2 separate regions of the Rattus norvegicus genome follow, and region 1 is linked to region 2. A link is a contact called in public Hi-C data. All regions are on one chromosome and are shown on one strand. Each heading gives the region's core, a stretch centred on a gene start, on an enhancer-like site or on the middle of the called end of the contact. The rest is flanking DNA. Distances are from core to core; before and after follow the strand shown.

Region 1 (5,782 bases), core at 9-2,508, 43 kb before region 2:
TCTGTGCTTGCCCATGCTTTGTGATGTCACCCTTTGGAACTTCCCTCCTCACTGGCTAGGACCCTGCATGAAGTCCCACTGGCACCCGGTGCTGAGCCCCTTACAGAAGAGCTCCAGCTCAGGTATCAGACTGCAGATTCCACAGGCTCTGCAGTCCTGGCTCAGAACAGAACCTCGGTCCTCCTGGGCCTCCACGACTGACTTCATCTTTCTGCCTCATAAAGGCGACTGCCCACCCAGCTGGGATTCACGCTAGACCCCAGATTCCTCCCCTTCCCTTCTCCTCACACGGACCTCACTATCATCACGAGTGGTTTCTTAGACAAGCTCTAAACCACATCCTGCACGTGTCCTGCTCTCCGCTGGACAGCAGGCAGGAACCAGGGCAGCCTGCCCAAGGAGCAGGCACAGAGGGGCTGGGAGGCCAGGGCCCACAGGGCTTGCAGAGGCCGCTCTCCTGCAGCATGCGTAAGGACTCTGGACATAGGGCTACACCATTAGGACATGCTTGCTTCATGTGTTAGTTCCTCTTTGAGTACAATAATGGAATATATGAATATAATAAACTTCAAATTGTATAAAATAACAATCACCAAGTCTCTCATCTCATTTTCTGTTAACGCTTCCATAGAGGCCAAGTCACCATGGCCACCAGCCTCTAAGTATTCTTGAGGGCCTACATGCACAAGCATTTCTGCTTCTCTACCACAGGGGGATTTTCAGAATGTAAATCAGATGATGTCACTCTGGTGCTCGAAACCCTTCAGTTATAAATATAATAAACTTAGCGAGGCCAACAAGCCCCGGCTGGGCACTGCCGCCCCCACTCTCCTGCACTGGGCTCCTGCCACACCACCAGGACCCACAGCACTGGCTGTCCCTCAGGCCCACACTGCCTTCTCTGTCCAGGACGACTCCTCCCAGCCAGCCTGCTCCAAGCCCCACACTCCTCACTGTCGCTTTATACCTTGGTGATGGTTCCACTCTGGGCACACGGTGTGCTGCACACCTCCCCAGCAGACACAGCACAGAGGTGGAGGTTCTCACTCCTCTTCTAGAATTCAGTCAAGATGGACAGTAAAATAACCTTATCTACAGACAACTCACTAAAGACAGAAACGGATCCCTTCTAGCAACAAAGGAACACAACGTTAACAAAGGTGTCCTTCTCAACCCCCAACAAGTCCAGCCTGTGCAGTTCTAGTTCTGGGAGTGACCAGGGCGTCTCAGGCACCGTGACTGATGTGACTCTGAGGTCACAGATGAGCTGGGTGGAGATTAACTTCACCACAGGCCTCCACACTGCTCGCTTCTCAACCTGGCACTAGGACTTTGTTCGGTTACTCAAGATTCAACAGAAAATTAATCCTCGTGCAACAACTGGGCTCCAGGGAAGAGCAATTTAATTGAAGCAAGAGTATTAACATAAACCTGGCCCCTTAACTTATAAATCTAGAGCCTTCCCTCTCTTCCTGGATAAATCTGTAACTTGGCAGGGCAGGTAGAGAAGCATGTCACCCCCTGTGTATCAATGACAAGGACTCACAAGCCTTCCTGTGTTAACTCAGTTGCCCCCTCCCAAGGGCCAGGACTGACCCAGATCGAGATGGATGTTGGCCTGTATGGCACATCCTGACCATCAAGGAGGAAGAAGAGGCTTGTTGGGCCCTGCGAGGCTCCAACGGTAGCTGCCAGACTGCCTGTGAGGGTTTGGGGGTAGCAGGTCCACATGACTGTCTTTAACTGGAGCATCCTCTGTCCGCCGTCCCATACGGCCAAGATCCAGCCACTTCCTGAGCAGCAAAAGCAGGCATCCTGACAATTAAATACCACAAATACCAAGCTTCACCAGAAACTTCTGGCTTGGGAGAGCATTCAACCCTGGCACAGACCTGCTCCCTGCAGCCCTGGAGGATCTTCCTGAGATGCGCCCAGTGAGTGGAGCCTCTGAAAGGCAGCCCTGGGAGGGCCAGCGCCTGGTGCTTCTGAGTACTCAGTGACCACTGACACAACGCCACTGTGTCAAGTCCGCCTCAGCAGGGCTGAGATGTGGTAAGTCCTCTTCCCCATCCGTCAGGCGGAGCAGCTTCTCTGCTAGCCCAGCCCAGACCTCTCAAGGCCCTTGTGGCTCTCTCCCAGGGACTTGGCTCCCCAGCAGCCTGGTTCTGAATCTCACAGACTGAAAAGCTGCAGTGCCAACACCACCAAGAGTGCCGACACCCCAAGAACATGCCAGCACAGCCAGGGCTGAGGCTTGTACAAGAGACTGGCCCTAAAAGACGCACACCTTTATTCCCAACACCGGAGACGCAGAGGCAGGTGGATCTCTGTTTGAGGCCACACTGGGCTATGGAGCTAGTTCCAGGACAGGCAGGGCTATGCACAGAAACCCTGTCTGTGCCCCCTACTCTCCAAAAGATGCTCTCAGAGAGACCAGTTTCCATGCTATACAGGGTGCTGCTGTCTCCTGCTGGCAAACAGGGAGGGAGAGCTCAAGTGCTGCCTTGTTGGAGCCTGTGTCTCCAGGACCTGTGTTGTGTGACCTCATCAATCAAGACTTGGGCCCGCTTGAATGACGGTACTTTCCAGAATTAGACAAACTTCACTGATACTGATCTTGGAGAAGCAGAGGTACTGAAACCTCAACTAACAGGAGCCATGCTCCAGTGCTGGGAAGGAGTGAACAGTGCTCACTGGCCGTCTGCTTGGTATTTGTGGTCTGTGCTGGGCTGAGCAGAGGAGGAAAGGTAGCACTGCACTCTGCATCCTAGGCTAAAGAGCGCTGACACGCATGGGGGGAAAACAGCTTCAGGTCACGGGAAGCGAAGCAAAAAACCTACTGAAAGTGCCCCAGTACACCCAGGCCATGTGTCATAAGCCAGGGGCACCCAGGGGGGTCAGCCAGAGAGCCCTACAAGCTGCCCCATTTTCATGGTCAGTGAGACATGAACAGTGGGGGGAAACAGCACGGGCATGGTGGAAAGGCTGCTGTACCCCAATCAACCCCAATGGTGGGAGACAACAGGGAGGGCAACGCCTCTGCCCTCCAGAACACATATTTAGGTAACACACAATCACTCATGTGCTGGGGCATCCAAGAGCCTCTTCTGCCTTCAGTGGACATCAGGCACACAGCGTGCACACACAGCGTGCACACACAGTGTGCACACATACATTCAAGGCCATACTTGGACTCATAACCAACCCTTACCACATCAGGGAACTACAAATCCCCCAGTGACTGGTTCTCACACAGCAGGTCTCAGTCACCTCAACATTAGGATGCCCAATGGGACAATTTAGAGGGGAAAAAGATAGGGACTCAAATCTCAGGTCTTACCTTAGCATCTCCTATACTTAATTTCAAAGCTTGAGTTTTAACTCTAAAAACTGAGGTGTCCTTGTCCTACAATGCCCTTTAAGAGTAAAACAGACACAATCTTAAGTCCTAACCAGTGACAGATATCAACAGCCCTATTCTTTATGTCTCCTACAAGATTCCCATCCTGTTCCCATGGTAACTGCATGTTACTGGGCATAGAGGGAGGAGCTGTGCTCCTGAGCCAGGGAGGAGGAGAACAAGCATGGCCTCCCCCTGAAGCACTCGCAGTTGTGTTCTAAAGCCACCAACAGAGAGGCCCATGGTAGATTCTAAGGAGAAATGACCAGGCACCCTAAGGCAGTGAGGCCCCTTTATCAACAAAGGCTGCAGTAAAAGAAGGTGAGCTTTGGTAAGGGCTCCGGCTTAGGAAACATGGACACAGACTTGATTTGGCCGGATACTCTAACACCATTTTTTGTAGTCCCTAGGGACTGGGGTGTTGAGAAGCCACTTTACTCCAATTGGTAAAGAGAGAACGGGCTCACCACAGGTCAGCGCTGATGCCCGCCCAGCTGTTGGGTTATTCCCAGCACAGGAGTCCTAAGACCCCTCTGCGTGCATTCCAGGTAGCAGCTGGGGTATAAGGCTGGGACAGGGGACAGGTATAGATGAACGACAAGCTATGACCTTGCATTTTCTGAGACCAAGGTAAAACAGTTTATGAAGTATAATTTCCCCCGAAGTTGAGAAATTATATAAAATAACTGGAATTAAATAAAGCAGGCAATCTCATCCTATCTGATAGATGACTTGACTTTTCACCAATAAAAATTTAAGGAGAGAAAGTATGCACAAAGAACTGATGCTAATACTGCCCGTCTGGATCTTACTCCTTCAGCCAAATATCCTCTCAGGAAGCCCCAAAGCTGAAAATATGCGGTCAGTCTCAAAACTACGCTGAGACAGACCCGGCCACTGCCTCACCAAACTGGGTCTGCCCTCAGACACTACTGACAAAGTTTTCCCCACAAGCAGCAGACTCGCTGACCTCTCTGGGTAATACCAGACAGCACACAGTCCAGCAGGGACCACGGAGCTCTGACTACACAGCCCAGGTCCCTGAGACGTTAGGACAGCAGAGCAAAGGGACAGAGAAAGGAAGGCTGATGTTAAACCACAACTCAGGAAGTGGGGTAAGGCACTCACGTGAAAGGAAGCAGAACTGACTGGCTTCCCCAGATGTTTGCAAGGGAAGAGAAGAAAAAAAGCAAACCTCACACACTGAAAACTTCATCTCCAAATTTCTGCTGGGACCTGGGACCCCGATGAGGGTCTGTGTAGCAGTGTGACTCCACGAAGCATCCAGTCATACCCCACATGATGCACCACAGCTACACACATGTGCACATATGTGCATGTACATGAAATACCATTTTATAAATAATGGGATATACATTTGTTGTTCTTACAGATTAATGACAAATATCCATGCCCACCTCCAGCGCCAGCCAACCAGTGACCTGCTCTCCTTGGCAGCTTTGGTGTTTCTAGAATTTTAGTGTCCCTGGATTCAATGTCATGTGACATGTTCTGAGAGTCCTCTGTGTTGCTACTGGTTAGTTATTCTTCCTCTGAGATCTTTCGGTGGACAGACATGACATGGACCCTGACTAAGGAGTAGATATGTGGGGTGGAGTGTTGAGTAGCCCGCTGGACACTAGCTGGCACCGGCTGCTTTCCCAGGACTTGTGCCACCTTTCCCTACATCTAAGCCACACCCATCCTTAAGGCCTGAACTGCAGAAGCCTGTCTAGCCTTCTAGGTGGGATGGAGCCATCCCGCCCCGTCCTCTTACTGTGACTTGCTAATGACTCCAGTGCTGGCTGGTCAGGCCATGGTTTCTTACGTGTGTGCACGCTTTCCTGTCAGGCCCAGTGTATGACATCCTACAGCCCTTGCAGAAGTGGGGGAAGGAAGTAAAACACGCGGACACATCTTGTTATGCTTCCACCCCTCCCTCAACTCCCTCCTCAACGGAGACAGGAGTGGAAAAGTTATATATAGCACTGACTCGTGAGCCAGTGGAAAGGGGGAGGGATCCACAGCAGCCATAGGTTAAAAACAAAAGGAGCCACTCAAAGAATTCCAGCGTCAAACACAAACTGTGGCATCAAATCATTCTGAACTGTCACGTGAGAATGGTTCAGGCAAGACTCATAACTAGATGCCAAACTCAAGGACGTCATTTGTGTCTTTGAGACAGGGTCTCCCTATGTAGCCCTGGCTGTTAGAATTCTCTATATAGACTGGATCAGCAAGCTCAAAGATCTGCCTGCCGCCATCATAGAGTGCAGGGATTGATTAACAGCATGTGCCACGGAGCCCAGCCTCTCAGGGATGGTTCCGTGAAGAGCATTAACACACTGTCAAAGTTTACCAGGCACACTGTCGGAGGTGGGG
Region 2 (6,669 bases), core at 626-3,125:
TGCCATCCTTGGAGTCTTATCGAGTTGGTAATTTTGATGCCCACTTTGCTGGACCTGGCTGCCAGCACTATGCAGGCCACATGTCTCCTAGCAACATCACTCTCACTTCTGACCAAATTCTACCCAACCTCAAGTACAAAATACATCATTAGACAATCCCCTGGGGTATACATACCAAGTTAGAACCAGTGGCTGACATCTTGGAAGAATTCGGGTAAGAATGGTGTACATACCTGCACCACAGGATCTTTTGGTTGGTGTGATTAACGAGACATGAGCTGTGTCTGTGCATGGCCCACCTGAAAACAAAAAAGTAGGCAACATCAGTCAGGGTCCTTCCACATGTCCATAGCTGCCACGATGAATGAGAAACCTACAAAGGACAGGCCCCCTGCAGATGCGCTGGGAGCATCAGCAGAGGAGAGGACCAGGCATAGTCTCTAAGGAAGGAGGGGACCAGGCATAGTCTCTAAGGAAGGAGGGGACCAGGCATAGTCTCTAAGGAGTTTATATTTTAGCTTAGCATTGACTCTATAAAGTTCCAGTCTTTCTACAGAGTGTAATGTACCTTTCATAAAACATTCCTAAGTCTCACACAATGTTGAAAAGTTAAAGGAAAATTTGATTAGAATTTAGACCTAGGAGAGAAGAATTTACCCAAATTTGGGGGAACTGAGTTCTTCCTCAAAGCAATCGAGGAGATGTATGCCCTTTTTAAATCTCCGTGATCACTATTCTTGGAATTCCCTGTAAAACTGGCCTCAAAGAAGGACACTCACTCCCTATGGAATAGCAACGAGCTTATCAGAAGAAATAAGGATTGTTTTGTATATAAAGAAAGCACTTCTAATCAAGGGAGAACATTTAGTTTTCTTCTAAGAAGCATGCCTGATGTGTCTTCATGGGGTCTTGGTGCGCACAGAGATCTCACAGTGTGGACAGGAGTTAGTTAGCAGGAGGCTTGGAAAACAGCACTTTTATCTGTAGGAGAAGGGCTATCAACACAACACGAAGCTGATACTGATTACCCCCAACACCTCTCAATGACTATGTCCTAACCAGGTAGACAGGAAGCTGCTGTATTAAGGCCAGTCAGTAACTCTCAGTTTGCCCCGAAAGCAACGTTGGCGACTACGAATGAACAGAAGAGAACAGACAGGCAGTGCTAGCTGTTACTCTGAAAAGCCTTGTCGGGTGACTGATGGAGGCAAACAGTTACTTGGCACAGTGTTATGTCATCTATGAGTAGACTTTTATCATTGAAATCGCTCACTGAAAGGCAGAAATGATGAGAGAGCTCCAGGACCTGTTGCTGGGAGCAGTGTCAGCGAGGTCATGGGAAGGTGGTGTGCACCAGCCCAGTCTCTTTCCTTACCAAGGCCGTAAGGGCAGCAGCCCTCACAAGGTGAGGACACATAAGGGGCATCCTTAAAGAGGGGGAAGAACCAAGGAAGCCTGCCGTTCGCTTCCAAGAGAACTCACACACCCACAGATCAGTCTCAGACTTCTATGGGCTGCAGCTTACTCGGAAGACAGAACTTAGGCACTGAAGGACCTCGACAGCAGCAGTCAGTGGTGCAAGAAGAAGAACCAAGGGCCAAAGCATAACAGGTAAGGAATGCCAAGCAAGGGGAAGGGCGTCACTGACCAACATCCCCTGGAAGACGCAAGAATGAGAAAATGAGCCAAGAAAAATTAGAAAACTCAGAGGGCAGGGTAGTTCAACTGAGTGTTTATTCCTGCAAATGCTGCCCACAGCAGATATATATATAAATAACATGTATTAAAATCTGAGGTGCTTACAAGGGCACCTGAGTTTTGAAAATGAGTAACAGAAGAGGCGGTGAGCCAACCACACGTGCCCGTCTTCTCCAGACTGGTCTAGACTCTGGCTTAGGGCTCTCCAAAACACTGTGGGTCCAGAATCCACATATCCTGTTGTTACTGTGCCAATGGCAACATTCCCATTTCTTTCACAACAAAAAGAAACAAAAAAGTTGTCAAAAGCCAGGGAGTTCATGGTAGACTATCTCTGCAAAAGGCTTTATAAACCGTGAGGCTTTCTGCTGTGTCTCATCACAGTGGGCATTTACCAACACTCATGAATTTAAAATATGGGCTGGCAGAACTAATTACGGAGGCAAAAAGATTTTTAAAACCTTTTAATGGAGGTATAATATAAAGGGAACACAAAGAATAGAATACAGGTTGAGAATCCTTTATACAAAATACTTAGGATCAAAAATATTTTGTATTTGGATTTTTTGTTTGTTTGGCTGGTTGGTTGTTTTTAGTGGGTTTTGGACTATTACATAAAGTCATCTTGAGGACAGGAGGTCCCAAGACTGAATGTCACATTCTATTATACTTCACCCAGACCCTGTACACACACCCTCAGCTAACTGAACACAGCATTTTAGTGGTCCAGGACATGAAATCAAATGTGGAATTATCTTTTCTGTCTCCCAAGTCTGATTTTGGACCACTTTGGATGTTTGGATTAGGGGCACTGTCTTAAGTAGTTTTATGTCAACTTGACACAACTTAAGAGTCATTTTAGTAAGAAGAAACCTCAATTGAGAAAATGCTTCCACCATAACAGGCGGCAGGCAAGCTGAGGTCCATTTTATTGAAGAAGGGTTGATGTGGAAGGGGCCAAGTCCATTGTGTAGGTGGCACTACCCCTCGGCAGGGGGTCCTGGAGGGTATAAGGAAGCAGGGTGAGCAATCCATGATGAACAAGCTAGTAACCACCACTCCTTCATGACCTCTGCATCGGTTTCTGCAGCCATCTGCAGCCAGGTTCCTGCCTTGAGTTCCTGTCCTGACTTCCCTGGATGATGAAGACCTCAGGCTGGAAGATGAAATAAACCCATTTCTCTTCAAGTTGCTAATGGTCGTGGTGCTTAACATAGCAATAGAAATTAAGATAGATACTCAAGCTGTATTAGAATGAATTATAGAGCAACCATCGGACTGAAACAGAGTATCCTCTGAGACACTGTAAAGCAGACTCCGGGGCTGGAGAGGTGGTGGTGTCTGACAGCACTTGCTTTTTCAGCAGACCCAGGTTTGGCCCCCAGCCAGGGAATCCAATGCCCTCTTTCTGGCCTCCGCAGGCACAGATACAGTGCTTACACACACACACACACACACACACACACACGTACATATATATACATGAAGGCAAAACATACACACATAACTTTTTGAGACACAGGCTCCTAAGTGGTAACTGTGGAATTCTTTACAGAGTAAATCAGGTGAACAGGACACTTGTGCATGTTTCTAAGTTGGATACATGGTGGAGAAGTCAGTGAGAGTGTATCAGAACTCTTTCTTAAAGAACATCAAAGAAGCCATCCAGGAAAACTAGGAGGAGAGACAAGTACTGGAACCAAACAACAAAAGAAGCATCAGCAACCCATGAATGAACAAACAGGCCAAGCCTGCAAAAGCCCAGGTGATTATCACGTAAAAGAAATTTTACCTCACCTGAAGGTTAAGAGTTTATCTCTTAAAAAAATATTCCTAGTCAATAAATCTCAGTAGGCTTTGGCAAAAAATGCAAATAACCTTATAGCTGCAGAGCACACCCAGCATGCATCACCACAACAGAGTCCCCCAGAGAGCTCGTTAACCCAGCAGCCTAGACCAGTGCATTCACTCCATCAGAGTAACGAACACGCAAGCACAGCTGAGCCCCGAAAAGCTGACATAATCACCAGCGATCACAACATACCCCACAGACAGTAACCTATGGAACACTCATCAAAAGCCTGTGAGTATACCCTGTGTGTGCTACACTATGTGTCATCTAAATCACAGGCACCGTGTGTATGTTTGACACAGGGTTTCTCTGTGCCGCCCTTGCTGTCCTGGAACTCACAGGATCTGCCTGCCTCTGCCTCCCAAGTGCTGGGCTTAAGGGTGTGCGCACCACCATCCAACCAAACCACACAACCTTGCAGGACAGTCAGAGCAGGCAGTAGAGAGGATAACACGTGCTCTTATACAATTAATTACAAACCAACTACTAATAGATATGCACAATTATGGGAAGGGTTTCCACCAACAAGAATTCTGTATGTGCCCAACATGGTTCCAGTCAACAAAATGGTACTGAGAGCTGATGACAAGGGTCAAATAAAGATGTCCCCTCCACCAAGCTGCACCTACAGTGTACCTCGAGCTCTGCTCCACTCCTGTTCTAAACAGGATGGAATCCTCAGTACAAAGGGTGAGGTGAGGGCGCACTGTGTGACTCTGGGGGATTTCGTGAAGACCAGAAAACAAACAAACAAACAAACAAACAAAAAACCAAAACAAAACCAAACAAACAAAAAAAAAGAAAAAAAAAAAAAACAGAAACAAAGTAAATATACTTTGAGGCAGGGCAATTAAAACCACAACCTGTGACCTACAGACGCTCAAGGCAACTGGTGATGCCAAAGGGCTTTAATATTTAGTGCCTAGAATTTTAAGACGGGAGCCCAGCCAGATGCTGGCTCAGACCAGAGTGTGTCCTGCTGGGCAGCCCAGAGGATCCTTTTATGGATACAGGGGAAAGTTCAGTGCTGGGCTCAGAGCCCCTCAGTTCTAGGAACACACTGCTATCTGGGAAACCAGGAGGCTTGTGAAGTGATCGTCACAGCACAAGCTACAGTCACTGCCACTGGCTCTGGGTCACATCTGTAGCCTGTACAGTGGCAGCTTCAGAAAGGTAACGTTTGAGTGTTTATATGTTAAAGTCACAAGGTCTTGGGCTGCAGAGGTGGCTCAGTGGTTAAGAGCACTGACTGCTCTTCCAGAGGTCCTGAGTTCAAATCCCAGCAACCACATGGTGGCTCGCAACCATCTGTAATGAGATCCAATGCCCTCTTCTGGTGTGTCTGAAGACAGCTACAGTGTACTCATAAATAAATCTTTTAAAAAAAAAATCACAAGGTTTCTTATTTAATAAGTTGGGCTCCTGTTGGCTTGACACACAACTTGACACAAACTGGAGTTATCTGAAAAGAGGGAACTTCAAATGACAAAATGCCTCCATAAGACACAGCTGTAAGGCCTTTTCTTAATTAGTGATTGATAGGGGAAGGTCCAGCCCATTGTGGGTGGTGCCATCCCTGGGCTGGTGGTCCTGCGTTCTAGAATACAAGGCCTCTGCACCAGCTCCTGCCTTTGGAACCTGCCCTGTGTGAGTTCCTGTCCTGGTTTTTTTCCAGTGATGAACCATGACATTGAAGTGTAAGTCAAACAAACCCTTTCCTCCCCAATCTGCTTTCCGCCCTGGTGTTTGTCTCAGCAATAAAAAGCCTAACTAAGACGGCTTTCAGGGAAGCAAGGGATTCCTGAGCTTAAGTGGTAGCTCAGGCCCACAATCTCAGCGCTCGGGAGGCTGAGAAAGGAGTATCTAAAAGTTGAAGATCAGCCTAGGCTATACCCCAAGGACCTGTCTCACAAACACAACCTCAACTGCCAGGCAATCGACCAATATGCATGCTTTTTTATTTCCTTTGTCAAAGTGACTAACTTTCCCTAGATTCTTCATTATCTCGAGGTTTAATAACAGACTCGCATATTGCATTTGATGTTATACACAGGACTCCTTCTCCATTTACTTTGTGATTTACAAGTGAATAACGCCTGGGGCAGCCTACCTGCCACGCTTCGTAATCAGGAAGTCTGCGTAGTCTTTTTTGTCTCCCAGGGCTGTCTCTACGCTGATATTAAAGGTGTCACATGGAATGCAGGACCGCATGTGACATATCAAGAACACTCTGAAGTGGTAACTTCAGTTGTGTTCCCAATAAGCAGAGACATTTCGCAGCATACCCAACAGAGCAGTGTGGTTTTTTTCCTGTGAAGTACTGATTTCAGTTCTTCATGTTAGACATGCAGCTAATGTACACTCACTCACTGTAGCCTGGGGGTCCCTGCCCTTCCTAGTGCTGCCACCCTTTATTACAGTTCCTCCTGTGGTGGTGACCCCAACCGTAACATTATTTTCATTGCTACTTCATAACTACACTTTTGCCACTGCTATGAACTATAATATAAACATCATGTTTCCGGATGGTCTTTGGCAATCCTGGTAAAAGGGTCATTCGACCCTCAAAGGAGTCTTGACCCACAGGTTGAGAACTACTGCTCTAACTGTAAATATCAGGACTATAAAAAAGTATGCCATTAACTGTCAACACTCACATTCCAAAGTGAAATAGCAAAATTCTGGAAATTTCAGTCTCCTAGAGTTGTTGGGTACGTAAAACAGCCATGCTCAAGATACTTCAGTGTGCAGTCAGCGCCACAGGTCACCAGACAACCGTGACTACGAGGAGCAGGAAGTACAGGCTCAGCCCACAGCCACCACGGACAAGCAACGCTCACTTCCAGCACTCAAAATCCAAGGCAAAACAAACACGAAAAACAGCATTTCTCCTTTATCTCCAAGTAGAGACCAACAATGTCCTCTAAAAGGTTCTGTTGAAACAGCTACCACGGCTGGTTATTTTTGGCTCCTGGTCCCACCAGCTTTCATCGCCTGTAGTTAAATCATGTGCTAAAGCACATCAATTAAAAAAAATGGACTGTCAAGAAGTCAGTCAGCTAAAATTGCCAGAAGCTCAATAATCCAATATTCCACTATCAGCCCTTCCAAGGTAACTG

What was found. A called contact is a pair of places that touch in the nucleus more often than the background predicts.
Region 1: a Hi-C map of kidney shows a contact between it and region 2, with 1.7 times the contacts expected there. The contact joins two enhancer-like sites. A contact is called at or near these places in 2 of 12 Hi-C or Micro-C datasets (hepatocytes and kidney).

What each region holds. Positions count from the first base shown.
Region 1 is chr20:8,268,582-8,274,363 of GRCr8, reverse strand. All of the region lies in intron 5 of Zfand3 (zinc finger AN1-type containing 3), which reads right to left. Among named protein-coding and RNA genes, the nearest start is that of Zfand3, 190 kb to the right of the region's middle. Within about 2 kb of position 1,258, at least 7 of the 93 cell types and tissues checked have an H3K27ac peak or open chromatin away from gene starts, as enhancers often do. A contact at or near this core is called in kidney, where this site is marked.
Region 2 is chr20:8,225,492-8,232,160 of GRCr8, reverse strand. It overlaps Zfand3 (zinc finger AN1-type containing 3), which reads right to left. Exons shown (of 6, transcript NM_001012175.1): 4 at 234-299. Among named protein-coding and RNA genes, the nearest start is that of Zfand3, 140 kb to the right of the region's middle. Within about 2 kb of position 1,875, at least 6 of the 93 cell types and tissues checked have an H3K27ac peak or open chromatin away from gene starts, as enhancers often do. A contact at or near this core is called in kidney, where this site is marked.